Linked DNA regions of Mus musculus: region 1 is linked to region 2. The links are chromatin contacts, called in public promoter capture Hi-C maps. All regions are on one chromosome and are shown on one strand. The core of a region is the stretch at or near the end of the contact, and the rest is flanking DNA. Distances in the headings are between cores, read along the strand shown. Region 1 holds the start of Hic1 (hypermethylated in cancer 1). Region 2 holds the start of Camkk1 (calcium/calmodulin-dependent protein kinase kinase 1, alpha).

Region 1 (7,495 bases), core at 3,185-5,684, 2.2 Mb before region 2:
TTTTTGGTTTTTTTCGAGACGACAGGGCTTCTCTGTATAGCCCTGGCTGTCCTGGAACTCACTTTGTAGACCAGGCTGGCCTCGAACTCAGAAATCTGCCTGTCTCTGCCTCCCGAGTGCTGGGAATAAAGGCGTGCGCCACCACTGTCCGGCTGTCCTCTTTTCAAATTATCCCTGCTATTTGTTTTCTGCATCTTGATTACACTCAGGATTTCTACCCTATCAGACAGAGTCTCTCAACAGCCCTAGCCACAGAGAGTATTTACGTGCAGTCTCTGTGGTTGTACTCCTTTTGGGGGCACGTTTGAAGATCTCAAGTTGGGATGCATTACTTACAGACCAGTTGAGGGAAGACTGCTGGCTGATACCTTCAGACAATGAATTAGGGGCCAGGTGAATTTCACTAGCCTGCCAGCTTCTTGCTGTGTTAAGGACCCTTTTAATGATGGCCCAGGAGAAAGTTGGGGGACAGAGTTATGGCTCTATCAGGAAAGGGATTCTTTGCCCTTTCCCCTCTACCTGCTCACCTAGGGTTTTCTGGAAGAAAGGTGTGATAAAACTTCCTTCTCCTCCCCCTTCAGCTTTCTGCTGGCAAAAGTGACTTCTTCCTTCTCACAGGACTCCTGATCCCATCGGTTCACCACTCATGAGATAAGAATCCTTATCGCAGAACCACCCATTTTCTCGCCACCTTAGGCAGCGATACCTCGACTAGGAAGACAGGAGAGTCTCTGAGGAGGATGTTCAGACACTCCGCGGATCTTGCTTCTGCACCGAGGTAGATGCACAGCAGCCTGAAAGGCCGCCTTTCTGAGCACACCTCTTGCCACCTCCGCAGACACATCGAATGTTGCGTCGCCGCCCCGCCTCCTCTTGCTCTGTATCTGCCCAAACCCAGGCTGGCAGAACTCGGGAGTGGTGGGGAGCGTGGGCGTGCTGCGGGGCGACCATGGCTGTAGACTGTTACCTCCGGTTCCCACAGTAACAATCGAAAGCCACGGTTGCCCTGGAGACGCGGGGGCGGGGCTTGCAGGCTGACGTCAGCACCGCGGGCGGCGGGGGTGGCGCGAGTGTCTGCGGGGCCTGCGCCCACCGCAACCCACAGGGACCTTGAACAGGCGTGCCCGAGGGAGGCGCTTGCACTGCATCAGCACCGCGGACAGCGGCGCAGGGAGGCGTGGAGGGGCCGGGGGTCGGCGGTCCTGGGGCGGGGCCAGGCGTCGGTGGCCGTGACTGGAGACTGTTACTGAAGGCGGCCCGGGCAGTAAGCAGTCTAGAGCCAAGGTGCCGGCGCGCTGCCCGGGCGGGGATATCCCGTCGCCCGCAGTTGAGAGTGCTGCTGCTTCTCAGGCCCCCCCACCTCCTCCCAAGCGCGCGCGGACAGACACGCGACCGTGACGTCAGAGTCCTGTGACGTCAAAGATGTCCCAGCGGGGAGGCATTTCCGGCGGTGGGGAGCGGTGGGGGTAGGGCGGGGCGGCCTGATCGAAGCCCCGCCCCCGCCTGGTCCTGAGAGGACAGCTCCGCTTGCAGAGGCGGGAAGTCCTGAGCTCAGTGGGACAGTCCGATGGGACGGGACGGGACCGGACGGGAAGGGACGGGACAGGGAAGGGGCGTGTGTGGAGCATGCAGGACGGGGGTCCCAAGAAAGCCGCAGGGCCGAGGTGTGCGTCTGTCTGTCGTGGGCGCCCTGGCTCAGTCAGTCGGGGCCATCTAGGCTGAGTCACCGCTCTGCGGACAGGGGAGAAATGAGGGGGCGCGTCTCCTGAGACGCCAGCACCTTCTCCCCACTTTCTTGAAAGGATGGCGCAGGAGCTGCTCAGCCTCGGGAAATGGGGTCGGGGGCTCGGCTCTCCGCTTGATGTTTCTCCATAGTGTCTGCGTCTGCATTTGGGTGCCGGCAGGTGCTGCATAGGGTTGGGTCAGCCGCCGGCCCCTGGTCCACCAAGCTGAAAGGAACCTTCGTCCCTCCCACTCTGCCCCCCATCCTCACTCCGGAGTCCCCCTCCAACCCGCCGCCCCTCCGGTCCCCTCCTCGCCTTCCCATGGCGTCCGCGCATCTGCCCATCTCCGACTGTTGGTGGTCCTTACCTGTCGGGCCGCGTCGCACCAGTGCCGGCTTGCCTCCCGCAGCCCGGCCGGCGCCGCCGCTTTTATAGGCGCGCGTAGTACTCGTGCGGCGGCTCATTCATGCGGCCGCGGCTCCTACACACTGACGCGCTGCCGACGTCAGCAGAGAATTTAGGAAACGGGAAAAGAGGCTATTTATAGTGGCAAGCGGGGAGGGGGGGCGTAGGGGAGGGCGGGACGAAGCGACAGGGAGTTGGAGCGGGAGGAGGGTGCGCACGCGGAAGCAGGGTTGGGTAGGGGAGTACGTAACCCCAGGCTTGGCCTCCAAGGGGTTAACTTTCCGGAACTGCAGGCGACGGGCTGGGGGAGAATAGTGCAGGGAGGGTGAGGCCCCGTTCTGTGTTTATTCACTCTCCCCTTCCGGGGCTTTGCGAGTCCTAGGATCTCAGTTCTTTTCTCCTGGACCGCAGGGGTCCTCCCTTGGCAGCCCCAAACCACACTGCTCATTCCCTAGACCCTACAGTCCTCTGACGCCAGAAGATGCCCCGCGATGGTATCACTCCCATTTGGCCACCGTGGTATCCTCGCTCTCTCCTGGTGTGTGTGTGGGGGGGGGGTGGGGGGTGAGGCAAGAAACTGGACCGGTTTAGGAGGGGAGTAGAGTGCACCTCGGACTTTGACATCTAGGAGCTGGGGAAAGAGGGGTGGAGAAGCCTGGGAGTTTTGGAAGGCTTCTTGACTGGGTCACAGGAGGAAAGGTACCGGTCAGATGGTGGAAACCGCAGAGAAGATCAGGGAGTCTAAGGAGAGTGGTCTGGACTTTAGAAATGAGCAGAAGATCTTCTGTAAGAGTTTGGAAAATCCCTGTACGGAGTATCCACAAAAGGAAGGGCTAGCCTGACAAGTACTGGAGAGCCAACTTGGCAGTGCCCCAGGGGGCACGAGGGGGCCACCTCAGTGGGGTGGAATAGGCATAGGCAGAGCCTGTAAGAGAGAAAATGAGACTAAGGGGGCTCAATAGCTTGGCAGAGGGTGTGTGTAGCTGGGACTCCTTTCTAAAGGAGTCAGAATAGACTAAAGGCAAATACGATATGGAACAGGTCCTCCAAAACAGCCCGATTCTGTCTCCGGGCTCTAAATGGGGTCGTCATGCGTTCACGGAGAGGAGGAAGCTGCACCAGGATGACCAGAGGAGCTCAGGAAGAAGGGGAAAGCAAAGTTAAGAGGAGGGGCATGGTGGTGCGCATCCTTGTACGTGGGAAGTAGACGCCTTTGTGAGTTCGAGGCTAGCCGTAGACTTGAAACTGTGGTGGTGGTGGTGGTGGGGCGTGGAGGAGAGGAGAGGAGAGAAGGGGAGGGGAGGGGAGGGGAGTACACAGTGAAACTTGGGCAAGGTTTATGTGGTTGGCCCCATAGCGATACAACAAGGGCTTGAGTCGGTGGAGAGGGATAGAACAAGAAGGAACTGAAGACCCAGCCGACCTCCTTATGGGTCAACCAGCGGATAAACTCCATTGTGTAAAACACATACAGAGCTTTCTCTCCAGACTCGCACGATCTAACCCCATTAAAAGGAGAAAACATTTAAAACAGAGACATCAGAGACACCCTTGCTTGTGGGAGAACTCAGAGTTGTCAAAACTCATCCCTAAGAGCACTTCTGGGGAGCCTTCTTATCCTCAAACGCTCCGTTACACTTCCGCTTCAGCCCCAAGGCGTATCCCTCGACAGAGATACCAAGGTACCTCTTCACTTCTCCTAGAGCTCAGAAATTGTGGAGTCCACCGTGGGACTGCAGTGTTTGTCTTGTATGGACACTGTACGGAGATACGAAGTAGTAAGTGGATTAGATGGAGGCGGAGCACACTGTCGCGGAAACCTGGTGAGCCTTGAAGACTCTTTGGACCAGAAGCCTAGGCCAGGCATAGAAGTCTCCTGCCAAAGAAACGCAGCCTCTAGGAGGCGCCCAAGACCTTGGTGTCTCACTGGTACAGCTAGAGGCCCGGCCGGCTGCCCCGGGCGAGTGACTCAGCCACTACCTCAAGCGGGGGAGTGGGGGCTCGAAGACAGCGTGGGGTGCGGCGAGCGTAGCCCCCACCCGCCCTGCGCCCCGCGCGGTTGCTAAGCTCTCCAAGGCCTCTGAGAGATGAGATCCCGGGAACCTCATTGGTTACCATAGTAACTCTGAGCCCCAGCCTCTCCGGCTTGGCCACGGAGGATGGCGCAGCCAATAAGAAGCTGTGGGCGGTTTGGGGGGACCCCCCCTATAGCGTGGGCGGGGGTCAGGAGGTGCGGGGAAGAGGCGGAGCGTGGGCCACGGAGGCGCGGTGCTTGCAACGGTGCTTATGCCTCCGCCCCGCTATGCAGGGACATTTCCGGTGAGCACCCAAGAGCTGGTGCACGCTCCCCTCCCTCCTAAAAGAGGAGTCACCAACATGAATGAGCTCTCCCTTGTGTGGCGTGTAGGATCTTTTTTTGAGGGGGTCTCAAGCCGCCCGTTCTCGTGATATCTCTCGAATGGTGTATTGGGGGGGGGCAAACTAAGATCCCTCAAAACTGCTTAGATGGGGGATTGGGGACTTGAGGGGCACGTCGCAAGGGGGCTCTGTCCAGCTATTTCCAATGGAGGGCTCTAGGGTCCTTCTGGAGACCCGCAAGTTCGGGGAGGGCTCTTTGGTAGGACCTCTACCCCGTTTCACGTAGTAGCCTCCGCAGTAGCCCAAGAAGTTGGGACTCCGGGAGGGGGTGGGCGGTCTGTGTAAACATGGCGCGCCCTTGTCACTGCTTGGACAGAGTTTGAGTGTGGACGGTTTATGATGTGCATACTGATAACATGTGTCTGAGGGAGAGTTGGAATGTGTCTCTCTCCACTGAGTCCAAGTGAATAATGGTGTTCAGAAATGTCTAATAAAAGCCGCCCCGCTCCTGCTCCGAACGTATGTACCTTCATCTCACTTAGGATTTCTAAGCTCGCCCTCTCACAGAATACTGTTCGTAGTGTTCCACCCCAACCCCTTTTCTAAGATAGGGTCTCAGGTAGTAGAGGCTGACCTTGAACTCCTGGTCCTCTTGCTTCCAACTCCTGGGTGCTATGCTAGGATGATTACAAGAATGCGCCACCATCCCTGGCTTAAGAGTTCCTCATTTGAAGACAGAACCTTCCCCTCCCCCCCCCCGAATTGGCGCGATATAACATATAAATATGTACTCGGGAGCACTCAGCACAAAACCCCCAGGTTTATGGGACTCCCAGGTCCGATATCTGAGTCTCCAGGTGGGCACATCTGGAAGCGCGCGAACCTGCAAGATCTGCTCAGCTCCGCATCTGCAAGCCTCTTGGCCCAGGTGTGCGCCAGAGGTCGCAGCCCAGCCGCACACAGTCCCCGCGTGGCCGCGAGGTGGCGCCATGGCCGCGGCAGCGTCTGCCGGTTCGGGCCGCTCCAGATAAGAGTGTGCGGAAAGCGCGGAGGGGCTGAGACGCGACCAGGACGCGGGGAGGACGGACCGGCAAGACAGACCGACCGGGGGCCCGGCGGGCGGAGGGCAGCGCACTGCAGCCACGTCCCCCCCTGGATCCGCCGGCAGCCGGGCCCGGGGCTTCCGACATGCCCCCCAGGTGGGTCCTCGAGTTGGCGACAGGGAAGGGCAAGGGACCCGGGACAATCTGGTCCTCGTGCGCCGGCTACCTCGGGAGCATCCTCAGGCGTGGGCGCCCGGGTCGCGGCTGGCGTTTGGGGCTCTAAGTGTCTTCCCTAGAGGACTCGGGACGGCTGGGCCGCTGCTCGGCGCCGGGTTCACGGCGGGGTCAGCGGCCCGGGGCCGGCTCTGCCCGCACATGGGCTGGGGAGGAGAGGGGAAGGCAAGGGGAGCCGGCGGGCGGGGCTGGCAGGGGCGCTGCCCTGGCACAGCTCGGCGCCTGGCAGCGGGGCGGGTGGGGCGCAGGCTAGGAGCTGCCACCGCCTCAGGGAGGGAAGCCGGGCTGGGCGGCCGCCGCAGGTAACGGGCCGGCGAGGCCCTGCGGGCCAGGCGGGGAACAGGGGCGGGCGTGCTCGCCGGAGGGCAGGGCGGCTTTAGATTTGGTGTGGGTCCCCACTGCCACCAGGCTGCTGAAATTGGGGGCCCAGAGGAGGAACTGGGGGCCAGGGAGGGGGGCTGGGGCCGGCGCGCTCCTCCCGCCCTGTCTGAAGTTGGGAAAGTTTTCCCCGAAGTTTGAGGCGGCAGAGTTTCGGGGGAGACGGGGCGGAGGGGAGCTGGGGAAGAGATGTGGAGCCGAGGCCCCGGCTGGGTCCAGAACGCGGGTGGGGCGCAGGCCAGGGTCAGGGCCGCAGCCGGCTGTGCGCCGTGCCCGCCCGGGGCGCTGCCCCCTCCCTCCCCTGGGAGCTGCGTGGCTCCCCCCTCCCCCCCACCTGCTTCCTGCCTCAGCCTCCTGCCCCGATATAACGCCCTCCCCGCGCCGGGGCCCGGCCTTCGCGCTCTGCCCGCCACCGCAGCCACTGTCTCCGCTCCCCGGGCCGGGCCGGCCGGCCCTAACGAAGGCCTGACAGCCCCGGGCCAGGGCGGTGCCTCGATGGGCATCTTGCTCCCGTCTTCCTTATCACTTCCCCTAACCGGGGCAACTTCTTTCGAGGCGGGAGGCGCTTCTAACTCGGCTCCTTGTCTCCCCACTTGGGCAAACTTCTCGGCCCTGAATGACTTTTCCTGAAGCGGACATTTTACTTAAATCGGGTAATTGTCTCCGAAAGGGTCATTTCGCCCTAAACAGATTTCTCCCTGGAAGTTCCCAGGACCCAGCCTGAGTGCCCAGGAGCATCTGGGGCTGGAACAGATAGGCTAACCTGGCCTACTCTCCATCCACAGCCTTTCTCCTCCTGCACCTTCTGTCTGGGGCCGGCGGGCCTAGGCTTCCACTCCCGGAGGCCGCTGATCCTCCTCGGCTACTGTTCAGGCCGTGGTGCTCCATGCCCCTGATCAGCTGAGGGGAAGGGGAAGCGGAGGGGAACCGACTGGGTTGGGTACAAGAGGCCAGGGCACCGCACTGCGTAGCTCTTACCCAGCTGGTGTGTGTCTCCCGCAGGAGAGTGTGCTGGGCAGACGATGCTGGACACGATGGAGGCGCCTGGCCATTCGAGGCAGCTACTGCTGCAGCTCAACAATCAGCGCACCAAGGGCTTCTTGTGCGACGTGATCATCGTGGTGCAGAATGCCCTCTTCCGCGCGCACAAGAACGTGCTGGCGGCCAGCAGCGCCTACCTCAAGTCCCTGGTGGTGCATGACAACCTGCTAAACCTGGACCATGACATGGTGAGCCCGGCCGTGTTCCGCCTGGTGCTGGACTTCATCTACACCGGCCGCCTGACTGACAGTGTTGAGGCCGCAGCAGCAGCAGCGGTGGCCCCGGGCGCGGAGCCGAGCCTGGGCGCTGTGC
Region 2 (7,484 bases), core at 3,774-6,273:
TCAGTCTGCTTTGTCTCTGTAAGATCACTTGTGCCTGGCACGTAAGAGCTCGATAAATATTTGCTGAATACAAGTGGTCACCATAGTGATCTCTGCAGCCCTGGTCCCATTACTTGGATGGGAAAGCACTGTCAGTGAGGGAAACCCAACTAGCTTCAGGCTGCAGACCACATCAGGACTGAGGACAGAGTCAGAAGTGAGCTTCCAGCAGAGTGAAGCCCCAGGCTGGTCTGGCCCATAACTTTTGCATATAATTTCCCTACGACTACAACCTCTAAAAGGACATCTTTCTTTAGCTCCTTTTCCCCCTTTCCTTAGACATGTGAACTGAGGAGAATGTGGGGAGCAGGAGGAGGGTACAGATGGGTCTGGGGTCACACAGCAAATAGGTGCAGAAGCCTTCCTATTCTAGATTAAAGACTATTACCTGGCTTGGCACCCAGGCTGGGATACCCAGGCTGCCTACTTCCTGGCTGTTAGGGAGGGGAGGGCATATAACTTTGGGTATTCCTCATTGGTGAAATGAGCCACGAAGCAGGCCTTGCACCAATATGATGTGGCTGTGAGGTGTAAAGAAGCTGATGCTGTTAGGGACGCGGAACAGCGGTTGCTACTAACAAGCTCCAAAGAACTGAGTAGTGACTGCATGGGATGAGCTGGGGCCCAGATGGATGCGAGGGTGGTTGTGGGAGGAGGTTGTGAGAGCTGACGTCAGACTCTCCATCCATCCCTCCCTCTCGCCTGGATCAAATTCAGGTGACTAAGCCCGGCTTGGCTGGAGAAAGGCAGCAAGGGAGGCTGAAAGTTTCTGCCCAGTGTCTTGGAGACAGGACCTTGTGCCTGGCCTGCGGCTGTGCTGTGTGCATGGGGGCCAGTGTCTGACCAAGGAAGAATATACTGGAGGCTGGAAACTGGTCTGCCTGTGCTGTGGACCTGCACCTAGGAACACAACTGTGCAGACAAACAGCTCTCATTCCCCCCTCCCCTTTTACCAGCTGATCATGTGCATTTCTGTCCCTTAGGCCTGTACATAGATGTAGCTAGGGCCAGGGGAGCCAGACTCTAGAGGTTAACTCCACAGGGTTATCTGTCCCACCAGCCTGAAACTGGTGGTGGTTTGTAAGGCTGGCCTGTGGGTCCACTCCTCCTTAACAGCTCACCCAATGACTCTTCTCAAGGCCCTACCCAAACTTAAGTCTTGAGAATGCTTTGTAGAAGGCGATTTAGCAGGTAAATAGGGGTCAAGTGGATAAACAGAAAGATGGACAGACAGGCTGAGATGCAGCCCCAGTTCCAGGGCACAGCAAAGATTCTTGTGGGCAAGGGATTCCTCCACTGACCAAGAGGACAGCCCCAGACACAGGTCCTCCCTCATTATGCCAAGTTCAAATCCTGTTCTCCCAGATAGGAGTTGTGCTGCCTGGGTTAGGGCACTAAAGATACATACATACATACATACATACATACATACATACACACACACACATACACACCTTTTTTTAAGACAGGCTTCCTCTGTAGCCCTGGACTATCCTGGAACTCACTCTGTAGACTAGGCTGGCCAGTTCTGCCTGCACCTGCCTCCCGAGTTCTAGGACTAAAGGCGTGCACCACCATGCTGGACTAGGACACTAAGCTTGTTGAGACATCAGTTTTCTCACAGGTGAATCAGACAGATGGCTACTGTCCAGCCTTCTCTGTGAACCCTAGAAGGAAGTGGATGAAGCAGTGGACGCAGAAGCAGCCTGTGCCTGAGTAATAGAGTAATATGTCGCTGGGATGTGTGTGCATTAAGAAGCAGCTCACACACACAACCTACTTTAGATGCCTGGCTCCAGACTAGCTTGACTCAGGCTTCTCCTTCAAGCGGCACCCCACCCTCCAAGTGTCTGCCACTCCCGAGTACACCAACCAACCCTTGGCTTCAGAAGCCCACTCCATCTGACCTCTTTCTGAGGACATGACCCATCCAGCTAAGTCTTTTAACACAGGCCAGGAGAAGACAGCGCAAGAAGACCCTGCAGTCACCCACACTGGTTCAAGCAGCCCTACCTACGGTAACTTCAGGGACCAGTGACTTCAGAGTTTGGCTAGAATGTTCCAGAGTCAGGCTGAGGCAGGGACCGATAGCTATCCAGGCAAAGGAGGAACAGCACTGATCAGCAAAGGAATAGTCAGGGGGAAATGCAAGGAGGCAGTGGCCGTGTGGGCTGTACATCAAAGCAGTCCTGACATCTCTGGGCCACTTCACTGTAGCCTGCTTATGCTTCTGGCTAGGGTCTAATGGCTCAGGCAGTGGTGCCCTCTGCAGCTCCCCGCCCCTGCCTAGGATGACTCAGTCCCCTTAAGGGAGACCCAGGAGTCTGGTGCCAAGTCATGCTCAAGGATGCCTGCTGTGAGGATGGCCCTCCCACTACCTCCGGGGATCCCCAAACACCCAGGTAGGCTCCTGCCTCCCCCACTGCCGCTATGCTCAAAGCATCCTTCAGTCCACCTGTGGAAACTGACATCTGTGGGTCTCTTGTTTTACACCAGCTCTGAGCCTCCACCCTCTTTCCAGAGATTCCCCCCTCCCTGTTTCTGGGCAGCTCAGGGATCTATCCCACTCATCACCATCCCCGTTCTGTTATTCATCCACTGTTCCCATCACAGAGATGGGAACTCCATTTCCCCATTTTCATTGGGCCTGGGCCAGAAAGGCAAGAGCCAAAGGGACTGTCCCCCCCCCACCTTCACCACCCACCCCTCCACCTCCTGCAGTACTCTGGCTGCACCCCACTACTTCAAGCTTTGCAAACGACAGGCTCTGTGTCACCAGGCCTTTGCACGAGCTGCTCTTTCTGCCAGGAACACACCTCCCTTGGCTTCACTGCCTGAAGACCAGTTCAGACATCACCTCCTTTGAGAAGCCTCTTTGATCTCACCCCCCACACACACACACCCGCTGGCTGGCTGAACTCACTAAGTTAAGCACCTTAAACAGCACAGATCTGGGGATAAAATCACCAAGTTCTGACCTCCACTGTTCTCTCACTACTTCCAGAGGTCTCCCTACCCCAGATTAATATATCACCCCTCCCTCCACACCAGTTGCTAACAGGAGGATTTCTAATATGTTCGGAGTTTGCCTCTAGTGTGGATCTGGGGAGTAGATAGACACACTGACTCCTGGTATGCAAATCCAGAGTCATGCATCCCTGCTACAACGATTCACTGGGTATCTGCAATATAAGAACGAGGAGGTAAACCAGTAGACCCCCAAAGACAAAGTCCCCACTCTCACCATTTGCTTTCCAGTAGAGTCATGAAGCAACAAATAAGAATGCTAGCAATAAATACATGATAGGTGCTGTGGGATGCCCTGGGAAGACAGCTACTACAACAAGACAGGGCAGGAGCAAGATGCTAGGGACACAATTGATGTAGCGCAGAGAGGGTTTGTACACAATGCAAGCTCTAAGCAGCTTTGGAAGGAGAAAGGCGGTACACAGTGTAGACACTTGGAGAACAGCAACTGGAGCCAGAGGGACTGGCCCATAGGTGCAAGTGCCATGAGGTGGGACAGTGCTTGCTCTGTATGAAGACCAGCACAGCAGATGTGGCTGCAGTGGAAAGTTCCTTAGTGGAGGTGTGCATCAGGAGAGAAGCTAAGGTCCACTTACACTGGCCTCGGGGGTGTTTTCCTGGCGGAGGCGACATTGTGACCACTAAGCAGGATTCCCAAGGGAGAAATGGGAGTTCACCCTGTGTCTAAAAGAGATCCCTTCCCAACGTGATAGCAATAGAGTGCTTCCCAACAGGCTTGGTTTAGGGTTTGTGAACAGAAACCAGAGGCCTCTAACACCAAAGGAGTCTTTAAGCAGGGAAGCAATTCACTTGGATAAGGTTTAAAATAAGCCCCAGTCCTGGTCTGAGGACTGGGCGTGGGGGACCAAGGAGCAGGTAGTAGGGTCTAGAACAGTCTGACCCACAGCGTATGTTGGATGGAAGAGGTAGAGATGCGCAGAAGACCCAGCCTCTTCCTTTTCCCTGGGATTTTCAAGGACACAGCTGTGCGCTTCTCTCACACCCTGAACCTGGCCAAGACAAAGAGAGGAGCTCACTGGGACACAGTCCTGGGACCCAAGGCATGTGACAGCTAGCTCTGCTCACTCTGTAACACCCTCAAGACAGACACACACCCCTTCCCTGACAGATGTAATCCTTGTCCTCGTGACCGGTGCTCACACACCACTCCATCCTGAAACGCACCCCTCAGGTACACAGGCACACTCTTGTGTCCACGTGACGCACGCACACCCGCCTCCAAACACCACACACAGCTCCCCGCGCACGTGTGCACCCTCGGAGCACCAATCCTGTACCCACCAGACCCAGAAACCACAGCGCCGCCTCCGCCACCCTCACTCAGTCAGGGGACGACTGCGCAGCAGCTGAAGTCGCTCGCTGCATCCGTCCCATTCATCACCCCGCCCCCAGCTCTCCACGGAAGACTCACGGGAGGGCTGTGGGAGAAGCGCTCTGCTGAGATCCACACGTGGGTGCACCCGTCCAGGCCCACTCCGAATAGACACGGCCTCCACCCAGAGCCGGGCCCAAGGCACCGCGCGCGCGGGGCTTCTATGCAGTCCCACAGACAGCAGCTGCGGAAGAAACGCAGGTGGTCGGGCACCCGCATAGCTGGCTTAGACAGATGCGGGCTCAGGGAACCATCCCGAGGACCTGGCCCTGCAGACACAGCGGGAATCTCTGCACACCAGATTCCGGCTGCCCACGTAGACCCGGCCTTGTAGACCACCCTTCTACAGCCCGTTGGCTGCACAGGGCGGCTCAGCCGTCCGCACCCCAGTTTCCAACTCCAAGTCCCGGCTGCTGACCCCTACCTAGGCACCTGGCGACAGTCTCTGCGGTGGGCACCAGGCTCGCTCCCGCTGTGCGCGCCCCGCCCTGCCCGCCTTGCCGGGCTAGGATCGCCCGGCTCAACCCGCTGGCGCCGCAGCTCCAGGCTGCGCTCGCTCCCCCCGCCCGCCGCCGCGCCGGCCCACGATCATTGGCTGTGCCGCGCAGCGCCCCGCAGAGATGTCCAATCAGAGTCCGGTCCTCCCGCCCAGGGGTAGAGGGGGCGGGTCTCGACGGGATCGGGAGGAGGTGGCTCGGGAGGGGCCCTGCGGATGGGCCCCGACGCGTCACGCCCCCGGCGCCCGCAGACAAGCAGGCTCGGGGAACCCGATGTCCCTCAGGCCACGTCGTGGGCCCCTCAGCCTGGCCTGAAGCGTACGATGCTTTTTTCGAGTCCTCAATCCGGTGTCCTAGTCTCTAGAGGCAAGAGCATCCCTCCTTCGGGATGAGGCCCGGTGCGTACCAAGGAGAGGCTAGGTAGAGGCCCTGGGAGAAGGGCCTGGAGTTGAGTGTTCTCCGGGGGGGTTGGGGGAGGGAAGGAGGAGGGAGATTCGTCAGAGTGCTGGGGTGGGGCGGCACTCAGGTTTGGAGAGGAGCAGGAGGTGACTGGCTGGGCTGAGGGAATGAAAAAGAGCCCTCCAGGACCAAGTGGCCTTGACTGTGGTTATGCCTGGGGACTGCCCTCACAGACTCCTGGTTCAATCCTGCTATTATTAGTCTATTGGAGATGCCCCACATCACTGCTTGCCTCAAACTCAGACCCATGTTGCTATCTCCAACCTGGTCTCACCTGTGTCTCTGTCTTAAACAGGAGTTAGAAACCAGGAGTTAGAAACCAGGAGTTACCTGTGTAGCAGGTTTTCTGACCCAACCGGGTGTAGCACAAGGATCTGCCATGTTGCCTCTTAAGATCCCTAAAGTCTCTCTCTCTCTCTCTCTCTCTCTCTCTCTCTCTCTCTCTCTCTCTCTCTCTCCCCACCATCTGCCCCTCCCTGAACTCGACCACCACGGTCATGCAGTATACCTCCACTTGATTAGTGCAGCAGCCCCACCCCTCACCCCAATCCAGTATCACTTCCCATTAACCTTTCTGGGACAACCAGAACAGGCACTAGGAACACCAGAGAGCTGCCTCTTAGGATCTTCCACTGCTTGCCACTAAGTCCCCTCAAGCCCTCCATAGCTCACCCCTCACCACTTGCCTGCCTAAACCCCACTTGTCTTTTGGCACTTAGTTCAATGCCTCTGCTGCTAGGAAGCCTTCCCCATGACCTTCTGGATACCTGGAATGCCCAGCAGCCCTTTCTCAGTGCTTTCCAGATCTCAGCACCTCTTCACCTGAGTCCTGTCTGGACTAAGAACTCTTGAGAGCAAGGGTCGAGATGAATTCGCCCAGCACAGCCTGACCTCCTGATGCATGCCCAGCATGTATTTGTTGAAATGAATAATTGGGTCCAGTAACTGGAGGATTGGATCTATAGGGCTGGAGTTCAGGAAAGAGCTGGGCTACAGAGACTCCTCCCCCCACCCCCAGTTTTGAAGATTGAATCCAGGGCTTCTTGCATTCTAAGCAAGGATGCTACTACTGAGCTATACCCCAATATTGAAGAGATGGTTTTGAGAGTCCTTGAGGATCCAGTCATAATTCTAATGGAAAGGCTCAAACAGATCAACTGAAGCAAGGCTGAGAGGATCAGATTAAGATCTAGGCAACAACAACAACAAATCTTACATATATATAAATCTTGAAAAACAGTTCTGGGCTGGTATGATGGCTCTGCTCCACAAAAGCCTTTGAGATGTGGCTCTCTCCACTCCCTGCACCAGGAAGCCCTGGAGATGGCCTTTGACCTCGTGATTCTGAATAGGGGCTGGAACTCCAGTTATCACGTATGCATTCCAGGTTTTGGAATGGAGAAAAATAATGAAGGGTCGATGCTAACTCTTTATTTTATGTGGGTGACTGTTTTGCCTACATGTATGCCTATATGTGCATCTGTGTGTGCTTACGGAGAGTTGTGAGCCACTGTGTGGGTGCTGGGAACTGAATCTGGCTCCCCTGTAAGAACAGCATGTGCTCTCAACCACTGAGCCATCTCTCTACCCCAACAGTAGCTCTTTTAAAGACAGCGCCACGGAACATTCCCTGTGCATCCCACTAACGTGAATTTTGTCACATAACCAGACCAGGTAGCAAGAGCAAGAACATGAAAAGGGGCCGGGCAGTGGTGGTGGATCCCTTTAATCCCAACACTCAGAGGCAGACGCAGGTAGATCTCCAAGTTCAAGGCCAGCCTGGACTATAGAGCGAGTTCCAGAACAGCCAAGGCTACACAGAGAAACGTATCTCGAAACAAAGCAAAGCAAAACAAAACAAAAAAAGGAAAGAAAGGGGAAAAAACCTACCACCACCACCAACAACAAATGCAACCTCCATCATAGGCAGCCAAAAGCCCAACCAAGGAGCAAGGATTATAGCACCAAGAAACCAAGAAGACCCTGTGTGTGTGTGTGTGTGTGTGTGTGTGTGAGTTCCAGAGACAATGTATATCAGGCACTGCCTTGGGCACTTCACATGTATTACC

What was found. Promoter capture Hi-C pulls out the DNA fragments that hold promoters and counts their contacts.
Region 1: a promoter capture Hi-C map of liver shows a contact between it and region 2, with 4 times the contacts expected there. The contact joins the promoter of Hic1 here to the promoter of Camkk1 in region 2.

Annotation. Positions count from the first base shown.
Region 1 is chr11:75,167,194-75,174,688 of GRCm38.p6, reverse strand. Hic1 (hypermethylated in cancer 1) reads left to right here and starts at 4,434. Exons shown (of 2, transcript NM_010430.2): 1 at 4,434-5,686; 2 at 7,145-7,495. The coding sequence starts at 5,170. Mir212 (microRNA 212) reads right to left here and starts at 1,301; the gene lies at 1,211-1,301. Mir132 (microRNA 132) reads right to left here and starts at 1,007; the gene lies at 942-1,007.
Region 2 is chr11:73,016,527-73,024,010 of GRCm38.p6, reverse strand. It overlaps Camkk1 (calcium/calmodulin-dependent protein kinase kinase 1, alpha), which reads right to left and starts at 5,023. Exons shown (of 16, transcript NM_018883.3): 1 at 4,884-5,023. It overlaps 4732414G09Rik (RIKEN cDNA 4732414G09 gene), which reads left to right and starts at 5,170. Exons shown (of 3, transcript NR_152202.1): 1 at 5,170-5,354.